Linked DNA regions of Muntiacus reevesi: all the other regions are linked to region 3. Evidence: chromatin contacts called from public Hi-C data. All regions are on one chromosome and are shown on one strand. The core of a region is the stretch at or near the end of the contact, and the rest is flanking DNA. Distances in the headings are between cores, read along the strand shown. Region 1 holds the start of XRN1 (5'-3' exoribonuclease 1). Region 2 holds the start of TFDP2 (transcription factor Dp-2). Region 3 holds the start of U2SURP (U2 snRNP associated SURP domain containing).

Region 1 (3,535 bases), core at 224-2,723, 560 kb before region 3:
ACAGTTCCAATACATGAACTACATTTTTGAGGCGTGCACATAAACTCTGCTCTGGGGTCATTATATACCGAATAAGACGATTACAAGTATTAGTGCTCTTATAATCTGCTCCTCTTTCCGTTCTCCCTACTTCTCTCCCTTTCCCCCCCTTTCTCTAACACTAACACACACACATACACGCACGCACATACACGCACAATGAAGCCTTCAAATAAGTGCCCTGGTCCCGTCCAAATGTATTTTTATTTCTTTCGGAACGGGGGGTTGGTACGGTTCTTGGGGTAATAGAAAAAATGTACCGAAAGGCATCATAAATATGAACCATCAGCCACGTCAGAAAGTCTAGGCGTTGGGGGTAGGGCGGGATGCAGCTCGAGATAAGGAAAAGTAAACAGGGGTATTCAACGGCTGAGGCCGTTAGTAATTTTCGTAGGTTGGTCTGCTGGCTCTGGTGGGGACCCGGGGGAGGCCCTAAGAGAACACCCACTCCTCTTCGAAACGTCCAGAAAGAAAAACGAAACCTGCAACTTCCTGGGAAGGAAGGCGAAGCACTCCGGAGAGCGTCGCTCCCCCGGACTTGATGTCGGAGTCACGCAGGCCCTGCCCCGGCAGGAGCTGTCAGAACCGTCGCATCCCCGCGGCTCTGCCCACAGGAGGGCGACCTGCGCGTTCGCTCCCACTCAGATCACCAGGGTGTCCTTAAATGTCCTGCTCCCCTCCCTTCGGCGCTCAGCCAGCTGACGACGAGCAGCAGGAGGCGGCTGGGATCCCAGGTCCCAGGGCGGAGAGAGGGCCGCCGAGCCCCGGGTCCTCCGCCTTCTCAGCCGCTGACCCCGTGCTCACCCACCTGATGCTCCTTCACCACTTCGCTGAGGCAGGGATATCGCTCCGAGATCCATCGGTAAAACTTGGGGACTCCCATTTCGGCCGTCAATATTAACTCCAGGCAGGGCCAAACCGAAACCAAACGCCCCGCCGGGGCCTACGCAGCCGCCTCCGGCCGTCGCTCCGCGGATGACAACACACCGCCCGCCTGACCATAGAGAGCGGCCGCCGGGCCTAGAGCGGCCGGCTCCGAGGCCGCATCCCCGGGGCGGGGCTCTAGTCCCGGCCGAAAGGCTCGACGCAGAGCTTCCTGGTGGGTTACTCGGCTGAAACCCAAAGCGCGTTTGAATACGCGTGCGAAATTCAGTCATGAGACTGTCCGTTGATGGAGCCGTGCGCTATCAGTGGATTTGGAAATGGTGTGGAAATCCCATGAGACGACTGTAAGAATCCTGGCTCTTTCCGTCTCTTACAAATCTCAGTGGTTTTCAACATGCATTTGTAAAGGTCCGATGATTTATTTGGTTTACTTTGTGAGCGGAAATTTTTCGAGATTACAACAGTTTCTTTTCAAAACTTTCTTTTTTCAAATTACTTGCTTAAAATAATTTCCTAATACCCCTCCATCCAGCTTACTCTACAACTCTTTCCATTATACTTTCCTTGAATAGGAAAGTGTATGTTTAGTTTTGACATTTATACCTCTTGGGTTACCCCCGTCACACTTAAACTATACAAAAGGCAGAATTTTGTAAGGTGAACTTAAGTGAAATTACCTGTTATGAAAAGTTTTCCATTTATTTCTGTATAATCTCATTGCTTTGTAATTACCATGAGTTATTTTACATCTTCTGTAATAAAACATACCCCCAAATTTATTATTAAAATTGCTTAGATTTTAAAACCTGTGAAATGTTAAGTACTGCTTTTCCCCCAAACTATAGGATTCTGCATTCTGGTGCACTTTTAGTACGGTAGTATCTTTAAAATTACAGATTGTTTTCATATTCATGCTAATTGACTAACTTTTCTCTCCCTATCATATTTTAGACCATACCAAAAAATAAAAAGGAGTTTTACTAAGTGAACTTAATAATGTGCTATTTATGTTTACATCTCTCTTACTAGGCAATTCCCAGAGGGCAGGGCAAGTATTGTTAGCTAGCTCTGTGCACAAATATAGCACAGTGTTAACATAAAGAGTATTTATTCAATGTAATTTTTTGTTCAAATGAATCCTTACGCTAGCACTTATAATCAGTGAAAATTGTGAAATGAAATTAGGCTGGCTTGTTTTTTGCAAATATCTTTTTAGAGCATAAAAACATACAATATTCCATTTCTCCAGTTATAATACACAGTATATATTAAGAAAACAGTTTATTTTGTAACAACATATATTATTTTAAATATTATTAACAATCAGGGAGAAATATCAGTTACTCTGAGAATATAAACATATGTTGTACTTTGGAATTGAATAGATACAACCACAGATTAACACACCAAATGCATTAAATTTAGATTATTAACATATTCTTTAAAGTAATTCCATTTTACATATATGGGGTCCAACCGAGGTACATCTGGCATAGCAAATTTTCATCAGTAGCTTCTTGTATAAGGTAATGCACGTGTCCTTCGATAGATAATGGCAGCCCTGTCACTCTATTTCGGGTCTTGATTACACCTTGCAGTCGCTGCTCGATGTCAAGAACATGAGTCTTGGCCTAAAAGGAAATGGAAGATCATAAGAACGAAGGACCCAATGACATGTGGATATATGTTTATAAACTGGAATTACTGACTTTCTGTTATTTAACAAATATTAATGCCATTTTACTGACCTTTACTGCTTTTATAAGAGCAAATAAGACAAAAGAGAGAAGAAACAAATATGATAACTCGAGCTACTGATCTTAAAACTTGCAATGTTGACCTAATATCAACTGCATGGATGTTTTTCAGGACTAAGTGAAATATCAATAATCTCTTCCACATTAGAAGTCTAGAACAATAATATAAAAAACCTACCCTAAAAAGTGTTTAGGACATAAACATTTGAATATTAATATTCTAGGAATAGCAATAATACTCTGATGCCTAATATTTTCCATTAGTATATGCAAATGGGAGTTCTACATGAGCATCTGGAATCCTACACATTTCTCTCAATCAGAACAGCATATCAGAATGCAAGTGAGAATGATGTTATTAGAATAACAATTCTCAACCCATTCTAACTTATTTAAAATAACTATCTGGAAAATTTGAGTCTTCAACCAATATAGTCATCTCACTGCAGCCAATGATTCAACCAACAGTGGATTGAAAAAATTCAGGGGAAAAAAATTCCAGAAAGTTCCAAAACAGAAAACTTGAATTTGCCATGTACCAGCAACTATTTACATAGCATTTACACTATATTTATAACTATTTACATGGTATTTACTCTGTACTAGGTACTATAAGTAATCTAGAGATGACTTAAAGTATATGGGATGATATACACAGGTTATATACAACGCCATGTCATTTTATATAAGGGATTTGAGCAATCCAGGATTTTGGTATCCACTCCAAGGGGGTCCTGGAACCTATCTCCAATGGAAACCAAGGGAAAAAGGACTACTCTGTTAGTAGAGTGACTTCTACATATTGAAGCTGAGACCTGCTGCTCTATAAATTCAGGCAATTTGTGTTCACGTTT
Region 2 (3,253 bases), core at 480-2,979, 800 kb before region 3:
GTTCCAGGCACAAGATGTTCTAATAAATAACAAATGCATCAAGCGCCAGCATACAAGTGTGATAGAATCTGGGGCCTAGACATTTGATTTTTCTCCCGGTGCTACTTGAGAATGGCCACTGCCATTAAAGATTTATTACAGTAACAGGATAGTGATAAAACTTTAGCTAAACTGCAGGCCAACCAATGAAATGGAAAAGCAACATGCAATAACAGATCAACGAAATTAATTTCTATTTAATTTTGTACAGTAGGCTCATGATTACGCTGTATAAAGAACAGATGAAAAAAAAAAAAAGAACAGATGAATAACCTAAACTATACCTATTAGGTAAAGATGATTTCAAGCCATTAAGAGAAAAGTGGCCCAGAAAAAAATCAGGCTATAGAACTCAAGTGGAAAAAACACACTAAGATTTGGGAGACAAAGGGGAAGGAAGGGAATGAGCTACTGACTTACTAAAAAGAGAGCAAAGAAATGGGACAGGGAGTCTGAGCCCTCTGAGACGGAATGAGGAAAAAAAAAGAATTCAAAGGCTCAAAGGGAGCTTTAGCAGTGAATACGGAAAGGGATGAAGCTGTTAACTGTCTCAACAGAAAAACCAAAAACAATAGGGGGAACTTTTCTAAACCATCATGCAGGGTGGTCAATTCAATGCCTAACTCATGCAGGGCAGGGCACTTCGTAGGACGCGAACTTCGTTCCAAATAGTTCCACCGATTAGTCCATTTCCTCCTGACCACCCCCAATAGGGGGTTACTACTACAGATGAAGGAACTGAGACCACACAACGTCAGGGAACACAAGCTGGTACTGGGCGCTCATCTTAGCTGCACGCCTCCCTGCAAGATCCTACAAAACTCTTACACTTTTCTATGGAAAGGAACCTTAAATCTCCGGAATTTCTCAGAGTCAGGGCCCAAAAGTGATCCCCTACTTTAGAGGAAAGTTCCCTGCGGAGGTTGCAAGGCTCTTCCAAGCGCACGAGGCTTTGGAACTGTGAAATACACCTGGTAGAGACAGATGAAGGCATGTGGGTCACGAAAGGAGAAAAAGTCGGAAAAGTCAGACTTAGAAGCCATTCTTCTAAAGATACCGAAAAAAGTAGAAAGCAGCCCTTCCTCTCTTCCAGCAGGCGTGACTCAGGGACGGTGCCTCCCCGCAATTTGCTCTGTGTGTGTTGGGGGTGGAGGGTAGTCTCGGGTTTCCCACTCCCTTCCCCAGGCACTCAAGGGTTACTCGGCCAGGCCTGGAAGAACGCGTGGGAATAAACAGATGGGACCCAGAGTGACCAGGGGGCCCGGAGACGCAGGGAGGGAAACCTGCCCAGGACCACGCCGGGCGGGGTCCAGAGGCCCTCCGCACAGAGCCCGCGCCCGCGCCCCGGACCTTACCGCCGCTTGGCTGCAGGGGACAAGGCGGCCGCGCAGGACTGTTCTTCGAGCTTGGAGCGCGTTTTCAGGCGCCTCTGCTACAGTGGCGCCCGCGCTTGGCGGCACCCGGATCCCAGCGGACTCACACTCGCGGAAGGGTGGGCGAGCCGCGGCCTGCCTAGTCGAGGCCCTGGAGTTCTAAGCCCCAGGACGCCGACCGCGCGCGCGCGCCTTCGAGCCTGCCAAAGAGGAAGGGTCAGGGCGCGCCTGGAGAACCGAGCAGCGCCAGCGGCTGCAGCCGAATTCTCCGGCAGCTTCGTCCGCCCTCGCCCGGCCCAGACACTGCCCCGCTTCCCCCGCGCAAGCTTTGGCGGCGGAGCAGCACGGTGAGCGCCGATTGGCCCTCTGGATGAATGACGTACGGCGCCTCTCCCCACGGATTGGCCAGGCTGGCGGTGCGTGCACGGAGTAAACAAACCCCGCCCCCAGGCTTCCCAAAGAGAGGAGGGGGCCGCGAGGTGGAGGAGCGGGGTCTTAAGCACTCTGTGGGGTATCTGGGTAGTCCACTGGAGGTTCTCAGAGGATCGCCTGCAACGATCCTGCCGCGTGCTTCCCAGCCGCCTCCGGAGCCGGCTACAGGCCTGAGGCCTAAAATTATAGCCACACCCTCTCCCCCTTCCCCCGGCCTGGGTGGGAATCCTGATCCTGACTTTTCCATCCGCCCTCATCCCCCCGGCCCCTTACAATTAAACCCCGATCTTTCTTAGAAAAAGGGAAACGGGTGTCCCTAGTTCCCAGGGACATCTCGGTTCCCAGTCACTTGATCAGTCACCTCCGGGGGAGCAGCCTAGAGCGGACGAGTGATGAGGCCACGTGTGGGGCCAAGTTTGCAGTACCTTGTAAATTATGCAGACAGTGGGTTAAAGACTGCTAGGGTGTGAGGTCTTCAACAAACCGGCAAATAAGATCCAAACCCGGACAGGTCACCATGTCACATGGACGCTGAAGAGAAAATCGCAGATCCCACCCCCAAATACCTATTTAGTTTAATGTTAATAATACATTCTGTGCCTATCTGAAAAATCATGTGTAAGTTTACATTTTAGTGGGCTTCCCTTGTGGCTTGGTTGGTAAAGAATCCGCCTGTAACGCGGGAGACCTGGATTCGATCCCTGGGTTGGGAAGATCCCCTGGAGAAGAGAAAAGCTACCCACACCAGTATTCTGGCCTGGAGAACTCCATGGACTGTGTAATCGATAGGGTCACAAAGAGGCGTACGTGACCGAGAGACTTTCATTCCACTTCACTTACATTTTAGTGCGGTGGTAAAGATAATATGCAAAAGAAATAAGTAAAATATAAGCTATGTTACATGCTGGGACACGCTGTGGGGGAAAAATCTGGCAGACCAGGGATGGCTTTAAGGGATGGCCTGTTTTAGAGTGCCCAGACAAGGAGACAGGAACGTGCCATTTAAATAAATACCTAAAGGGAGTGGAGGCGGAGAGAACGCGCCTTTGGACCTCTCTCGGGTTGAGTGGAGAGATGATTTCTGCAAAACTGTACATAGATAAGTCCTAGGCGGTCAAGAAAGCCCAATGCAGTCTCCTTGGACTGATTCTAAAATGCAAAAGCCCCAAAGGAGTCATTACCTTGCATTTTTCAGTAATGGATCAATAGATGTAGTTTCCACAGAAATTTTATTGAGATTTCAACTTAAATACTTTTCAAACACTCTAGGGACAAAGATACAAAAATGAGCAAAACAGATGAAACCTCCATCCTCAAGAAGTCTAGCAGGAGAGCTGGATTGTAAACCACCTCGGTATATTGTATAAATAATCCAAGAAGTATTAATAGACGCATGGCTGTGCTTGGGC
Region 3 (3,374 bases), core at 246-2,745:
CTAGTGATCTGTCCTTGCAACATCGGTTGAATTCTACAGTGTCACTTTGCTGTTCCCTTCTTCCCTCTATTCCTCATTAAATCTTAAATTATATGAAGGTAATGTTTTAGTCATCTGTGTAAGCCTCTGAACACTTCGTGCAGGCTTTTACACACAATGAATAGGTAAGGGTGTGTGAGTGGCTCAGTCATGTCCGACTCTGCGACCCCATGGACTGTAGCCTGCCAGGATCCTCTGTCCACGGAATCCTCCAGGCAAGAATACTGGAGTGGTTACCATTCCCTTCTCCAGGGGATCTTCCTGACCAGGGATCCAACCTGGGTCGCCTACATTGCAGGCAGATTCTTTACCGTCTGAGTCACAAGTGAAGTCCTTTACACACAATACGGGGCTCAAAAATATTTTGAATAAATGAATTCAGGAAGGCATGAACCCTTCTTCCTCTCTTCCCCAAGTGTTCAGAACAATATTTTATAACTTTAAAAAAATCTGACCACATCACAGCCCTACTTAACTCTGCTGAAGGATGCTCTTCGTCCTTGGAATAGAATTCTAACTCCCTAAGCACACTGGTTACCTCAGGGCTCGCTTGCTCCCATCCACTTCTCCAGGTCTAGTAAAACGTGACTGCACAACAGGGCTGTCCTGATTCATGCCACCAGACTTTTATTTCCACGACTCCCTCTGCCTGGACTGTCACTTGAGTTTTCCTTGCCTGGTTTGGCTCAGGAATTACCTTCTCAAGCAAGCTTTCCCTCTTGGACTACAGATCCTATTAAGAACTTAGGTGCTCCCCTCCATTTGTGATTAGAAACGAAAACAATATTAAACCGTAAAATGTAACTTTTAAAATGACAACTTACATGATGCTAGATTTAGAACCCCGTCTATTTATAATTTTCCTTTCATTCACCCTCTCTCTGCAAGTCCCGGTTTTGACCCGAATAGTCTATCCGAAAACTCCACTGCCGGAGTCTCAGGTTGGGTCAAAGACTCCCCTCCTCTGCTTCCGGGCACCACTCTCTTTAAAAGTAACTTGAACAGACTGTAAGTTTGCCTTCCCCAAGCAGGGCGTGAGCGCCAGAGGTAGCACGGATACCATCTTCATCCCAGGAGAGCCGGACAAACCCAGCCCCGCCCCCTCCACCTCCCCGTCGGCTCCAGATTTATTTTCTGAGTTGAAGTAAAAGCTCCTTCCCAGCTGGCCATTCATTTCTTCTTTAAGAAGTCTTTCCTTCCCCGCCCAGCACCTATCTAGGGTTGGGGCTGGAAAAACAGTGAAGTAACAACCGGCCCGGAAAGGTAGTACAAACATTCACTAATTTCTCCGGCCCAATAACAAAACCCGCCACGGAGACGCCCCCAAATATTCAGTGGGCGGGCCCAGGAAAAAAATCCTCAACACCGGAAGTCACGTGGCGCCGCTCTCCTTGATTTCCTCAAGTCGGCGGTCGACTATTCAGCCTTGCAGGCGCCTCTGGCGGGCTCCGCTGTGATCCAGCCTTTCGGTGCTCGACTCGCCCGTGCTGCTGCCGCCGCCGAAGGAGGGGCAAGGCTCAAGATGGCGGACAAAACGCCAGGCGGCTCTCAAAAGGCCAGTTCAAAGGTAATTTCTTAGAGGACTTCTTAAGTCAGTGGCTCAAACACGGTCGTCTGGGGACTATAGACGCTTCTGGCCAGCGGGAGGAGATTGGGGTCGGGGTCCGTGTTCTGGTCGCGACGGTAGGCCGGGGCGCAGACGGACCGTGGTGCGCAGGTTGAGAGGCCTGGTGTCTCCCCTTAGTCCCAGCCTGGATTCGGTTCGAGACTGGGGGGGGGCCAGGGCCGGTGGCGTGAGAATTTTGGCCCCAGCTTAGCACTGGAGTGAAATCAGGGATTTAGATTAAAGTCTTAAATCCGGAAAACGCGCCGGGGTGTTTCAGCTTGTTGCGCTCTTCAGGCCGCCCGGCGCAGCCTAGGAGAGGCGGGAATCGCTTCCCCGAGCTTAAGTGTCTGCCTCCCTTTCCTCGGCTCTTTGGTTTTGGATCTCACACGCTTCCGGCCTCCCCCGGTTTCCCTCACGTCCTCCGGGGAATAAATAATCTTTAGGGCCATCAGTTGTGAGGGGAGGACCAATAGTGAAGGGACGCGGGGTGGGAAGTGGAGTTCCCCTTTGCGGTGATGCATCGCCAAGGTTAACGCTACGCTCTACACGTGGTTTTACCTCACGTAAGAGGAAGTATATTTGGAGGGCTCATTTCCCAGGACTCCGGATCTTCCGCATCTTCTGGAAAGAGAATTTCCATAGACTCGGAAGCCACCTAAGATTAGTAAATTGCTTTAGAGTTTACAGGGAACCGTGTGCATGTATTGTGGAAACTCCTGAGCTGTGAAAGTAGTTTAACGTTAGTTAGGTTGTGATTAGCATCAGGTTCTAAGTTGCCATCTTGGACGGGTCTTTTAATCTACTTTTTGCTTTAAATTTCTCATCTCCAACACGGTATTAAAAGTAATAGGTCCTGCCCGAAGTAGTTGTTAGGCTTTTTGATGCTGATCCGAGAAGCTGTTTAATACTTAAAGGTTCTAAGGACTGTACGTGTGGGTATGATTGCAAGTAGGTTTTTAAGAAGTTACATTTACAGTAGACGGAGCATGTCTGACGTTCAGTTTGTTCTAGGAAACGCAACCTGTTATATACTTGCTTCCTCAGTTTCTGTTAAATTGTAATCTTTATGCCGTTTGGTGAATGGTGTTTCTAATTCGTTATCGGTAACGGATTTTTCAGAGATCCTTCAGTTGTGTAGAGACTATTGTAGAGGGCTAGTTTTGGCTCCTTTACATGCGGCGTTTATTTCTTGCTGTTTGTTGCCTCCCGAATACCTTTTCCCTTGGTGAGGAGGGAAATAGTTGAATACATGATTTCCCACTTCCTCAGCCGACTCTGACAAAACCAGCCCAGGCCTGCTTACTCTTAGGGAACTGTTAGGAAAGCTAAGTGCGTGCTGAGTCGCTTCAGACTCTCTGCGATCCTGTGGACCGTAGCCCGCCAGGCTCCTCTGTCTGTGGGATTCTCCAGGAAATAATACTGGAGTGGGTTGCCATTTTCTCCTCCAGGGAATCTTACCAACACAGGGATCGAATCCGTCTCCCTTGTGTCTCCTACATTGCAGGTGGGTTCTTTACCACTAGTGCCACCTGGGCAGGAAAGCTAGTGCATCCATAAAATTCACGGCATAAGCTTCATTATTTTTGTTTTTCAAAGAAATATTTTAAGTATCTTCTATTTGAGGTTTTGGATACATTGAAAACATTTTAATGTGTATGTTCAGGCTTCCTGCTCTAATAGTACTTCTCATGGTTGTGTGTGGCTGTTCTCTATAAGTAAATTGTTAGAT

What was found. A called contact is a pair of places that touch in the nucleus more often than the background predicts.
Region 1: a Hi-C map of muscle shows a contact between it and region 3, with 4 times the contacts expected there. The contact joins the promoter of XRN1 here to the promoter of U2SURP in region 3. A contact is called at or near these places in 2 of 3 Hi-C or Micro-C datasets (blood and muscle).
Region 2: a Hi-C map of blood shows a contact between it and region 3, with 2.7 times the contacts expected there. The contact joins the promoter of TFDP2 here to the promoter of U2SURP in region 3. A contact is called at or near these places in 2 of 3 Hi-C or Micro-C datasets (blood and muscle).

The regions. Positions count from the first base shown.
Region 1 is chr8:6,882,157-6,885,691 of mMunRee1.1, reverse strand. It overlaps XRN1 (5'-3' exoribonuclease 1), which reads right to left and starts at 1,473. Exons shown (of 43, transcript XM_065942915.1): 1 at 848-1,473. The coding sequence starts at 922. It overlaps ATR (ATR serine/threonine kinase), which reads right to left. Exons shown (of 46, transcript XM_065942910.1): 46 at 1,861-2,555. The coding sequence ends at 2,382.
Region 2 is chr8:7,122,666-7,125,918 of mMunRee1.1, reverse strand. TFDP2 (transcription factor Dp-2) reads right to left here and starts at 1,729. Exons shown (of 12, transcript XM_065942263.1): 1 at 1,395-1,729.
Region 3 is chr8:6,324,920-6,328,293 of mMunRee1.1, reverse strand. It overlaps U2SURP (U2 snRNP associated SURP domain containing), which reads left to right and starts at 1,495. Exons shown (of 27, transcript XM_065942142.1): 1 at 1,495-1,606. The coding sequence starts at 1,562.